Regions from separate parts of the Mus musculus genome. Here regions 2 and 3 are each linked to region 1. The links are chromatin contacts, called in public HiChIP or PLAC-seq maps. All regions are on one chromosome and are shown on one strand. The core of a region is the stretch at or near the end of the contact, and the rest is flanking DNA. Distances in the headings are between cores, read along the strand shown. Region 1 holds the start of Dlgap3 (DLG associated protein 3). Region 2 holds the start of Zmym4 (zinc finger, MYM-type 4). Region 3 holds the start of Gjb5 (gap junction protein, beta 5).

Region 1 (3,621 bases), core at 297-2,796:
CCTGAACCAACTTTCTATCTTACTTTCTCTGACATCTGCTCTTGGCTGAATAAATGCTGGTCTGGGAATTGTCTGCAGCCTCACTACATGATTGAAGGGACGATTGAAGTGGTCTCGTGGGCGGTAAGATAGTTGGCTAGTCTGTTCATCTCACTAGACTGCTTGGTTTCCCGCGGGGGAAGGGTCCTCTAGGTCCCTTTTTGTCATTTATGTAATGTGGCACCTTAAAAGGTCCCTCTAGGGAATGGGTGTGGGCTTGGCTCCAGGTTCTAGCTCCTTAGGACCCACGAATTCTACTTACCGTGCCTCAGTTTGCCCGGTTACTCAAGGAGGAGAGACAGTGACACCAAAGAAATACAGAGAAATAGGAGTCATTGTTGGGGACCCTGACTCAGAACATCTCCCAAGGTCTGTCCCTAGGGTGGTGGACTGTCTCAAGGCTCCAAAGCCCACACCTCACCACCTTAAGTTTTCAATACCAGACAAGGTAGAGGATGTAGCTCGCCTTCTACCACAACTTGGAGCGCCCGCGTGCCCTCAACACCCGCCGGGAAAGTCAGAATTCAGAACCGGCCCCTCCCCCATCTCCTCAGCCCCTCCTCCTGCGGCTTCCCCACGCGGCCCCCTCCCCCCCATTACAGCATTGCTCTGGGCGCCAAGACGGATTCCAGCCAGGGACTGCTGCAGTCAGCTCTCAGCGCTTCTGCAGCTTGTGTCCTGGCTCTGCAGCTTCGCGCTGTGCTTCGGACAGTCCCCTTTCCCCCCTCTACCCCACCCCCGCCATGGCACAGCCCCTGGCTCGGGGCCCAGAGGTGGGCGGGCACAGTGGGCACGGGTGGGGCCCCCAGCTAAGACGGCAGGTATAGCGGGGTTATCCCTGCACACTGGGGATTGCCTCCGCTGGCGGACTGTGGGTGAGGGACGCCTGTCAAAGACTCGGAGGCCAGGCACAGCGCCCCGCCCTGGCAGGGGTGGGGCAGAAGGGACTAGTGCGGAGAAGGGGGACTCCTAGAGCCCAGGCCAAGAGCTGGGGTCGGGTTTACAGACCCGGGAAACTAAGGACAGGAGCCTAAGAGGACGTGCCTGCGAGGGGGAGGCTGTGTGTGACATTCAGGGTGTGACTGCCTCGGTGAGGCAGCCGTGTGTCTCCCCCAGCTGCCCGCGCTCTGGGCTTGGGTCCCGGTGCCCAGGTCTGCTGTGCGCGGTCGTGACACCGAATGTGCTGGTTCCTGGGTCTTCGGTACACACCGACCCGGGGGACCACATTCGCACCCCCGAGCTGGGCCTCCCCGGCGCTGTCGCTCAGAGACGCGGGCGCTCCTCCGGGACCGCGGCGGCTGCCCGCCGGCTGCGACCTCGGTCCTCGCGGGGCCGCTGCGGGGGCGGGGAGCGCGGGCCCCCTCCCTGTCGCGGGCTCCTGGCTCGGCCGCCCTGCGCGGGGGCGGGGGCGGGGGCGGAGCGCGCGGGCGGGATCCCCCCGCCTCCCCGTCCTGGTCCCCGGGAAATCCAGCCTCCGTGGCTTGGCCGCCTCCGGCTCCCGCGCCCGCGGCCGCTCAGCACTCGCTCGGGGCTCCGCAGCTGGCGCGGCCCCTCCGCCGGGGGCTCCGCAGTGTCGGGTCCGGGAGCCCGCACTCGCTCCCGCAGCCGCAGCGCCCCCGGCCCGGGCCGCCGGCACCATGTAACCCCGGCTGGAGCCCGACCGGGCCAGGTAAGCAACCGGGAGGGGTGGGGATCGGGCCGCGCTTGCCGCGCCCTCTGCAGCGCCCCCCAGGCTCAGCCCCGCTGCAGCCCCGGCGCCGCCCACGCCCGGGGCTCCAGCGGCCTGGACTCCGGCCCCGAGATGGGGGGGAGGGGCTGGGCCTCTGCGGCCGCCCCCGGCCTCACCCTGGGCCTGGAGGCCGGCGTGACTGACCCCGGGGACGGGTTGGGGACCACGCGCTCCGCAGACGCGCTGTCCCGGCTGGGGCCGCGGGAGGCCAGCCAGCGCCCGCCCAGCCCTTGCCCGGCTGGAATGGAAGCTTGGGTCTGGGAGGGAGTAGCCTGCTGGCTGTGGGGGGAAGTCGTGGTGTTGGGGAGATCCGGAAAGAAGTTTCCTCTGCAGGTGTGTGAGCGTGCATGTGATGAGGGTGTCACCGTGTGGGTCTGTGGGTGAGTGAGTGTAATGCAGTGAGCGTTCAGGGTGTTAACCGTCCATGAGTCTGTCGACATATGTGTGGTTGAGTGTGTGCTGGCACTGTGTGGCTGTGTATGTAGGTGTCTGAGTGTGTGTGTATGAATGGACGTGCGTGTGCATGTGCATGTGCGACTATCTCTGTGAATGGGTCTGGGTATGTGTACTGTGTGACTGTGTGGGAATACATCCAAGCAGGGTTCACCCACACCTGGGTTTTGCCCCGCCCCCATTCTTGGTGGGACTTAGCACGGGAAGATCCTACTTTTCCCGAGGTCAGACCGCCCCCTCCCTCCAGAGTCTCCTTATCCTGGACACAGACAAGAGCACTCTGCACCTTCATCTACTTCCTGGGGCACCCTCTGCGAAGTCACTGGTATCTTTCCCTCATGCTGAGTCCCTGCTGGTGGTGAGCCTAAGGCTGTATACCTGTGTGTGGGGATACTTTTTTGGGGGAGGGTGAAGAGTACTAGGAGCTTGTGTTATTTCAATGATGCTTGGCCAAAGGCCCTTTAGAATGAGGAGGCCAGGAGGAAGATCTACCTTGTTAGTCATTGGAGCAGGTGGCTTTTTCCCAGAGTTCCAAGTCCCAAATCTCCAAGTTCTGGGTCGTTGGTTTAGCTCACGGTTCAGGTGGGTCTGTACTTAGTTCCTTGAAGTAGTAATAGAAGAATGTATCTGTATCAGTCTAGGACTTTTGAAAAATTGTTCCTCTCATTTCTTCTTGTTTCTCTAACTGCCTTGGAAGCAAGCTGAGATGCTGTCAGGTTAAGCCATATGAAATTGACAGTATTGAGCAGTTGTTTGTTGTTGTTGTTGTTGTGTTTTTTAACCTGCAAAAACAGCCATTCCACACAGCTCAATCTATTATGATGCCAATTTGCAGAAGAGGATGTTGAGGCTTGGGAAATGCATTGCATCTCTCACAATCACACATTGCCAGACAGTGGTAGAGAAACATTCTCACCCAGGTCTTCCATTGACCCAAGAAACCCAGCTAGGCCACAATTAGAGAGTAGGACTTTCTAGTGTGTTTTCCCTGACACTGGATCACTGCCCTCCACTTCTGTCCACTATCCCCTGAGTGCGTGTGTGGGGTCTACTTCTGTACCCAGCTGTCAGTGCCTAAAAGAGAGAGATGAGGGAGAAGAGAGGAGGGAGGGGAGGGAGAGCTTCGTGAGTTGGCAGTGAATCAGGGTCTAAAAAGAGAGCTGGGAGGGCTAGGGTGGCAGGTGTTTCTAAAAGGAACGTGAATACAGGATGAACAGCCTCAAATGCAGCCCCCGCACTCCCCCCACTGCCCCACTGATCTGGCAGGCAGTGCCCACTGCATTTTGTGCCAGGGGGCTCACATCCAAGGAATGAGCTTGCAGGAAGCTATAGAATGACAGGCAGAGGAAGAACCTTTACAGTCGACTTGATCCAACCTCTTAATTACAAATTGGGGAATC
Region 2 (3,621 bases), core at 522-3,021, 200 kb before region 1:
GTTAGAAACATCATTTACATTTTTAAAAAGAGAAACTCCTCAGGCTAGGAGTCTACCTCAGTGGTATAGGCTTGTCTATCAGATGTTAAGGCCCAGGATCCAATGACAGGACTAGAAGAATTAAAAAAAAAAAAAAACCTTAAATGCAACCAACACAAGCATTTGCAAACCTGTTTTCAAATCTCGGATCAAAACTCTGGACTTTGCAAACTTAATTATGTAAGATAGGAAATAAATCTACATTTCAGCCACAAATGGGCTGCATAGTTACTGTGAGGTTGAACTCTTCACAAAGCACTTCGTGCAATGTCAGGCACACAGTCAGCACTCAGGATGTTAACAGTATGCATCTTTGAATAGACATTTATGCTGAATGAAAAAGCATTTTTGGTTAAGATTCATGTTTTAAGCAGCTTGGTTTAACAACTAACTCATCATTTGGAGACCATTTCCAAAAGGAAAACTCCTGATAGGAAACTTAACAAACTTGATGCTTAACATGCTGGGTGAGGGGAAGTTTAAAAAAAAAGCCTTGAAAAACATTACTCAGTGGATAGTATTGTTCTCCATCTGAAGAAAATGAATCACAACTAAATTAAAAATAAAAAAAGTTTCAAGACAAACTTTTAAACGGCTTACAACTCCTGTGTAGACAAGGCTTTACCTAGGGCAGGCAAGGCTGGCTGGGTACATCCTAAGGACAAAACTTGTCACTCTTCCACGTTACTAACTGCAGGTAAAGAATGCTAGACTATAACACATCCGTGGCTATCAGAACACATTCCCCCAACTTCAAGACGACAACCCCACTTCTTCTAAGGTGAAGAGAGCACCATGTCCACTTTGGGGCTTGATAACGGTCAAGGGGGAGGGGAGTGGAGGCAGGAAGATGAATTGGCTCCGGGGTTCCCGCAGCACCCTCCCGGTTACTCCTCAGGAAACGACCAATCCTCCACGACTTCTTCCCGCCACCTCTACCCCCACCTGACCTCTCCCCAGAGAAACTTCCATAGACTCCCTTTTCCTCGAGGATGCAGAAGCGGAGTCTGACACCTTGCGTCTCCCAGGCTCCCCCCCCCCCCGAATACGCACCACCACCCACACGCCGGCAAAGGGAGGGGAGCCAAGCGGACCACGGCCCCCGCCCCTCCCCCTCCCCGCCGGCCACCGAGCTTTGTCCCACCTGCCGAGGGGACCCCGGTGCCGCCTCGGGCCGCCCCTCCCTCCGGCCGTCGACCACCGCGCCACCCGTGAGCTCCGGGCTGCTCGGGGCCGGCCGCGCCCCGCCCCCCGCCCGCCCGCCCGCCCGCCTGCCCGCAGCCCGCAGCCCGCAGACGGCCCGCGGCCTCACCTCACCTACCCTCTTTCGGGGGCCGGTCTCCACCTCCCGCTCCGCCATGTTGGGCCCCGCTCGGAACCGCGGCGGCTCCCGGCGCGGCGGCCGCGGCCCCTCTCGGCCCCCGCCCACACTGCAGACACCGGCGCTTCACCCGCTGCGGTTCGGTCCCCCTCGGCCCCCGCCGGGCCTGGCGCGGGAGTGACGAGGGGGGCGGAGGCCCGCGCGCTTAGCCGCAGCTCCTGGGGTCCCACGGGCGGGCGCGTGGGCGCAAGGGCCTGCCGGGGCAGGGGGGCCGGGACTCGGGGGGTTAATGGCCTCCAAGGGGCCCCGTGAGGAGGATTATTTTCTCTCAGAGAAATTCCTCCGCCAGTGGTTTTCTTAAAGGGATCTCCAAACCAGCCCCTTGCGCGCGCCCCTGATGCGCAGGCGCGCCACAAGCCCCTCCTCCCTTTCCCACCAAGCCCCCGGTCCTGAGCGTGCGCGGTGAGTGGCCCAGGCTAGGCCTAATCCTGTTAGTCTCTTTGCTGCCAGCAGCTGCTCCCACCACTCAACTATGGCCGCTCCCTTAAAGGGACCATGACGAAGGGATGATGTCAGAATGAAAGATCTTAATGGAAGGACTATCTGGTGAAATGTCAGTGAGGGGTTCACATCACCACCCTACACCTGACTACAGAGATATTGCCAAAAGGAGAGAACCCTGATGAGCCAAAGTTCTCAGTGACCCTATGAACATGAAGAATCCCAACCAAGAAGAAAACAAGACTGTTATCTGAAGGAGAAACCAACAGCTTGTCAAGTAAAGGGCGTCGACTCTCAAGGAACAACTTCCAACCTTAAAACCAGATCCACTGGTAGTGTTGAAGGCAGAACCAATAACTGAAGACAATTTCCTCAATACCTGCTTGCCATTAGAATACTAAAATGAAAAAGGATCTTAGAAACCATCTACTCCATTGCTTTCAAAGTTAACATTGCCAGTATGGTCATTTGAAATAAATTAATTTACCTCAAGATATCGAGTGGCTGGTGAGGAGCTAGAACACAGTCTGGAATTGCATTCCTCCAGGATTCTGAACACACAAAACTGTCGTCAAGGCAAAAGAACATAAAATGTCAAGAGTCTTGATAGTTCAAGAACATGGCTGCTCTCCTGAGAAGTTTCATGGTGATGACCTGCAACTGCTGTGTGCCATCATTTGCCTCCACTGAAGGAATTTGAGGGTCTGACTTAAAGAATAGGAGCTTGAACTGTCAAGGCAGGAAATCCAAGGGTAGGCACTATCTTCCCTGAAGCACAACGAAGCCAAAGATAATGAGAGCTGAAGTCCCCTCTTGGATTCTTAATGAAGACATAGGCACAACAGACAGACATATAGTAAAAAATACAAGGAAATTAGTTTAGGTTGGTTGGAGTTGGGTTGGTTGGAGTTGGATTGGTTGGAGTTGGGTTGGTTGGAGCTAGGTTGCTATGTAACCCAGAGTGGCCTGAAACTGCTGGTCTTCCTGCCTTGACCAAGTGCTTGGACTGCTGGTATACTAGGAAATCCCCAAAGAACTAATTAAAAAAAATGTTTAAGTCTCTGAAGAGTTGTTATTCTCCATGGCAATACAAGGGGACCCAGAGCTCCTCTGCTCACAGGGTGAAAGTTGCTCTACAGCTGTACTTCTGTGTGTAAGTCAGTAGCTCTTTGAACCCAGGAACATTGGCTGAACACTGAAATGGCTGAAAGTTTCCATGCTGGTCCTTGATTCTCCCTTGGGCCTGTTATCTTTTGTTTCACTTATGGGTAGAACAAAAAGAAACATGTTCACTTCTGCCAGATAATGTTTTTTTTTTCATATCCTAGACTCTTTCCTTACATGTCCAAAGCAAAAAACAAATAGAAAGGTTAAGAAAATATGTTTTCAGGGATTGTAGTTAAATATAAGACTGGATGGTTTCCACCTTTTTATGGGCTGTAGACTACTCCCTTCTAATAAAATCCAACAGCTTAAAAGTGGAACTTCTGAAGGGAACAGTTGAAAATAGATACCAGCCTGGTCTGCATAGATTGTCTAAAGTAAGAAAAGGGGAAAAAAATCAGGGGCTGGAGAGACGGCTCAGCGGCTAAGAGCACTTACTGCGCTTCCAGAGGCCCTGAATTCGATTCCCAGCAACCACATGGTGGCTCATAACCATCTGTAATGGGATCTGATGCCCTCTTCTAGTGTCTGAAGACAGCTACAGTGTACTTACTTACATATAATAAATAAATCTTTTTTAAAAAATCAGGAAAAGT
Region 3 (3,621 bases), core at 310-2,809, 190 kb after region 1:
ATGCCAGGAACCAGTCATCCGGAGTCCTCGAGCCTTGGGCTATTCCCCCTCCGACCTCCCCCTCCAAGGGAACCTACTTTCTGTTCTTTGCTGTTAATGTCCAGGCAATTAGGTGCCGCTTACCTGAAGGTGAGACACTAGTAATTAGATGGACTTAGATTAAAGTAGGGAGACACGGTGCTCTTTTTACAAGAGGCTCCCCAGAACAAGCAGGTGGGCCAAGTTTTCCCAAACGGTTGTTTCACGAAACCCCTGGCCCATAGGCAGACAAAGAGATTCTCGAGAGAAAATAATTCTGTGTTCAAGGCAACCTGGCAAGTAGCTGCGTTCATCAAAATTAAGCAGGTCACGTTTCTCACCCATGCTAATAAATGAATTCACTTTGTGACTCCCTCAAAGCAGGATGCAAAGAGGCAGCATTACCAGAGTGCCTCTGACCACAGAGCCCCCTTTCATCTGCACCTAGCTTTGATCATCTTTTGTTGGACAGCTTTGTCAAACACCAGTGTGACACATGCCTTTCTGGTGGGTTCTGCTGGTGAACTTGGTGTGAGTGACTAACTCAGTTTCATTTGTGCAAAAGAGTCCCTGCTTCTCCCAGTAGGAAGCCCTCTCTAACCAATTCCTGGAGGAATGATGGAGGCATACTGGGACCAAGGCATTGTGCACCCCGATGCGCACCCTGCCGCACACTTCAATGTGCTGGCTTGTGTGGAAAGTCACAGTCGATCTGACCTCAGCAGGGTCAGCTGCAAAGCAGGGTCAACTCCCATCGTGCAGTAAGAGGCATTTTCCGAAAACCAGTATTATCCCCTTATAGCATGGGGTATGGTATTTAGCAGCCAGAGAGCTAGTAAGTAACAGAGTCGGGACTCAGACTCAGGCTGGCTGGCTCCAGAGTCCACTCTGCAAACTGTCCAGTTTTGAGTTGGCGCCCTTTCCTCAAGTTTTCGTGAATGGCCTGCTCTCCCATGCGTCTCCCTTTTCTTTCTGATGGAATTTGGGTGAGAGCGTCTAGGGGTGTCTCTATTCCTCACCCCATCTGGCTATATCACTCCCCACTTGGCCACGTGGTGGCCTGGCTTTGAGTCACTGACTTCTCTGTACAGTCCTGTCTCAGGTGGGTGGGGCTGGCAGCGTCCTAGGAACACCCAGGGAGGCCTAGCCCTAACCCCAGGGCTCTGCGGGCTGCTCCAGAATTGGGGCTGTCTGCAGCGGAGCTCCGCCCTACTCAGCCCCTTTCCTTCAGCTCCAGGCCCCCAGTTCCATCACCTTTGCGGGTTGGGGAGAAGAGGAAGAGCCCAGAATACAGGAAGGAGTGCCTCCCTTCATCAGGACACAGGATGGCCCATGCATCCAGGCCACCACCCTCCAACCTCCTCCAGAGAACTCGGTCCGGTTAGGTGTGCTGAGTCCTTTACCTGAGCAGCGACTCCTTAGGGCTCCCTTAGTACCCGCTCCTGGAAGCCAGCAGTTGGGGTTCAGCAAGCATCAGAATTCATGTCAGAATCAGGGAAGGGTTTCTGGTAAAGCTCATTCTTGGGGCAGAGGCTGTTGAGCAGCCCAGGCGTGTCCTGTTGGCCAGGAGGGGTGTGTGTGTGGGAGGAGCTGTGGGCTGCCTAGCCATTGGCTAGGTCCAGGACTCTCAAAGACTGCCTCCGTTGAAGCTCCAGAAAAAAGCCCTAGGGGTTTCCCTCCTTCCAAAGCAAGACTTCAAGCATCTTCTCAAGAGAACCCCCTACACTTTGACCTTTCACCCCCAACCTTGTGTGGGGATGAAACGCTAGCCCTGCCCTCTATAAATTCTTCTTTCCGAATTCTCCCGGGCCAACTCTTTCGAAGAGGGCTTCTAAGGGCTGATGACTGCATTCTCCCTCCCTCCCCTCCTCCCTCTTCCCTCCTCCTCCATTGCCCCTCTCCGCCCTTGTTCTGCAGCTGAAGCCCACACATCGCATGCGCGCAAGTCCTTCATCCCTGTGTGGGGCTCTCACATCCTTGATCTGACCCTCCAGTTACTCTCCAGTCCCTGCATTTGCTTTTGTCTCTTTAGAGACAGCGCAGGTTGGCCTCCAACTCTGGGTGCTCCTGGTTCAGCCTTTTGAGTGCTGAGAATCTCAGCTCGGAGACTCAGTTGTTGCGCATGCCTGGATGAAGCCTATCTGCCACACACCTTCTCTCCTAAGGCACATCACAGTCTTCTGGGGCTCTGGAGACTAGACCGTATCTCAGCACTATGCTCTGGGACATTTTAAGCACCAAAATGATCAAAATCCAAAACCAACCAACCAAACAAACAAATAAACCAGGGAAATGAAGGATGGGGTGTGGCTCAGCGAGTCTGCTAGCAAACTTAAAGCCTTGGGTTGGGTCCCCACCGAGGCAGAAAGGGGGTGTGGTGGTGCATGCCCGTAATTCGAGGGCTTGGAGTTGGGAGACAGGAGGATGAGGATTTCAAGGCCATCTTCTCTATGAAATAAGTCTGAGGCCATCCTGGGCTAAACGAGAGACAGTCACAAAACAAACAACATAAAATGAGACAGACACGTGCAGGGTTTATAGAAGGAGAGCTGCAGGAAGGCAGGCGTGGCTCTCTTGGCTTCAGCCCTGGAAGCGCTGGGCAGCTCTGTATGAACGGCCACCATCGCGCCCAGAGTGGAGATTTTTGTGTTACACACATGTTCTAATGAGCCTGTGAATTCTATGGAATTTGTGACCAAACCTATGTGTGAACCCCCCTCCCCCACCCCCATCTTCCAATGGAGAGGAAAGGCTGGTTGGAACCAGTCCCCGCAGTGGTTTATGGGTGCACGTGTTACATTTGGGGGCACACTAAGCAACTGTGGTACTTTTGGTGGGTTCTGTTTGGGTGGTGGCAAGGGGTCTTTGGGTTTTCTAGAGGGACAAGTGGGGAAAGAGGTGGAAGGTCCCCTGTAGAGGGTCATGGTGCTGGGGAGTTCAGCAGGAGGCTTCCTGCCCAATGGAAGACACCAGCAGGAGACACCGCATCACAGGACTGGGGCCAGGCAGGGGTCTCAGGAGCAACAGTGCTTTAGGGAGCCAGTAGAGAGAGAGGCACCCATGGAGAGGGAGCTGGATAGAGAATCAGGGCCAGGAGGGGCGGGGCGAAGGCTATGAAGGGGAAGGCAAGGAACGGGGAGCGCCACAGGACGCTCTTGGACTTGCACCAGGGTGATTTCAATCGTGGGGTGGGTACAGAAACTGGAGGGTGTGGGTCGAGAAGGCACTGTTGCTCCCATTTCTTGGTGCTTACAAGGAGAGGAGACAGGCAGGGCTCCAGGTGGAGGGGTGGGCCAAAGGGAGTGTGAGGTTTGTGCTTTCAGGAGAGATGGAGAGATCTGCAGCTGAGAGGAGGAGTCAGAGTGAGGCTAGTGACTTGCACCTGGTCTTGCCTCACAGCCCCCATCATCTCCTTCCCCACAGGCCCTTTCTGGACCTAATTTTCTGGCTTCACCACTTTTAGCACGTACTCCTGGCTCAGGTGGCCCTGGTCTTCCTGCTGGGTCACCCCTGCCGGCCTCCGGCTTCCAGCTGGGATGGGAGATGAACTGCCTTCGGGAGATGTGCCTGTGTTACCTGGGGCTCCTCTGATAAGCACTGAGG

Evidence for each region. HiChIP or PLAC-seq counts read pairs in DNA pulled down with a chosen protein or histone mark.
Region 2: a contact with region 1 is called in an HNF4G HiChIP or PLAC-seq map of pancreatic cancer cells. The contact joins the promoter of Zmym4 here to the promoter of Dlgap3 in region 1. A contact is called at or near these places in 1 of 39 promoter capture datasets (hippocampal neurons), 1 of 484 Hi-C or Micro-C datasets (embryonic stem cells), 2 of 115 datasets of contacts at active chromatin or transcription factors (embryonic stem cells and pancreatic cancer cells) and 1 of 9 other capture datasets (liver).
Region 3: an H3K4me3 HiChIP or PLAC-seq map of embryonic stem cells shows a contact between it and region 1, with 2.4 times the contacts expected there. The contact joins the promoter of Gjb5 here to the promoter of Dlgap3 in region 1. A contact is called at or near these places in 4 of 39 promoter capture datasets (the 3T3-L1 cell line, cranial neural crest and liver), 7 of 484 Hi-C or Micro-C datasets (all in embryonic stem cells) and 4 of 115 datasets of contacts at active chromatin or transcription factors (embryonic stem cells and pancreatic cancer cells).

Annotation. Positions count from the first base shown.
Region 1 is chr4:127,167,658-127,171,278 of GRCm38.p6, forward strand. Dlgap3 (DLG associated protein 3) reads left to right here and starts at 1,547. Exons shown (of 12, transcript NM_198618.5): 1 at 1,547-1,708.
Region 2 is chr4:126,966,456-126,970,076 of GRCm38.p6, forward strand. It overlaps Zmym4 (zinc finger, MYM-type 4), which reads right to left and starts at 1,772. Exons shown (of 30, transcript NM_001114399.2): 1 at 1,361-1,772. The coding sequence starts at 1,399.
Region 3 is chr4:127,356,605-127,360,225 of GRCm38.p6, forward strand. Gjb5 (gap junction protein, beta 5) reads right to left here and starts at 1,560. Exons shown (of 2, transcript NM_010291.3): 1 at 1,422-1,560.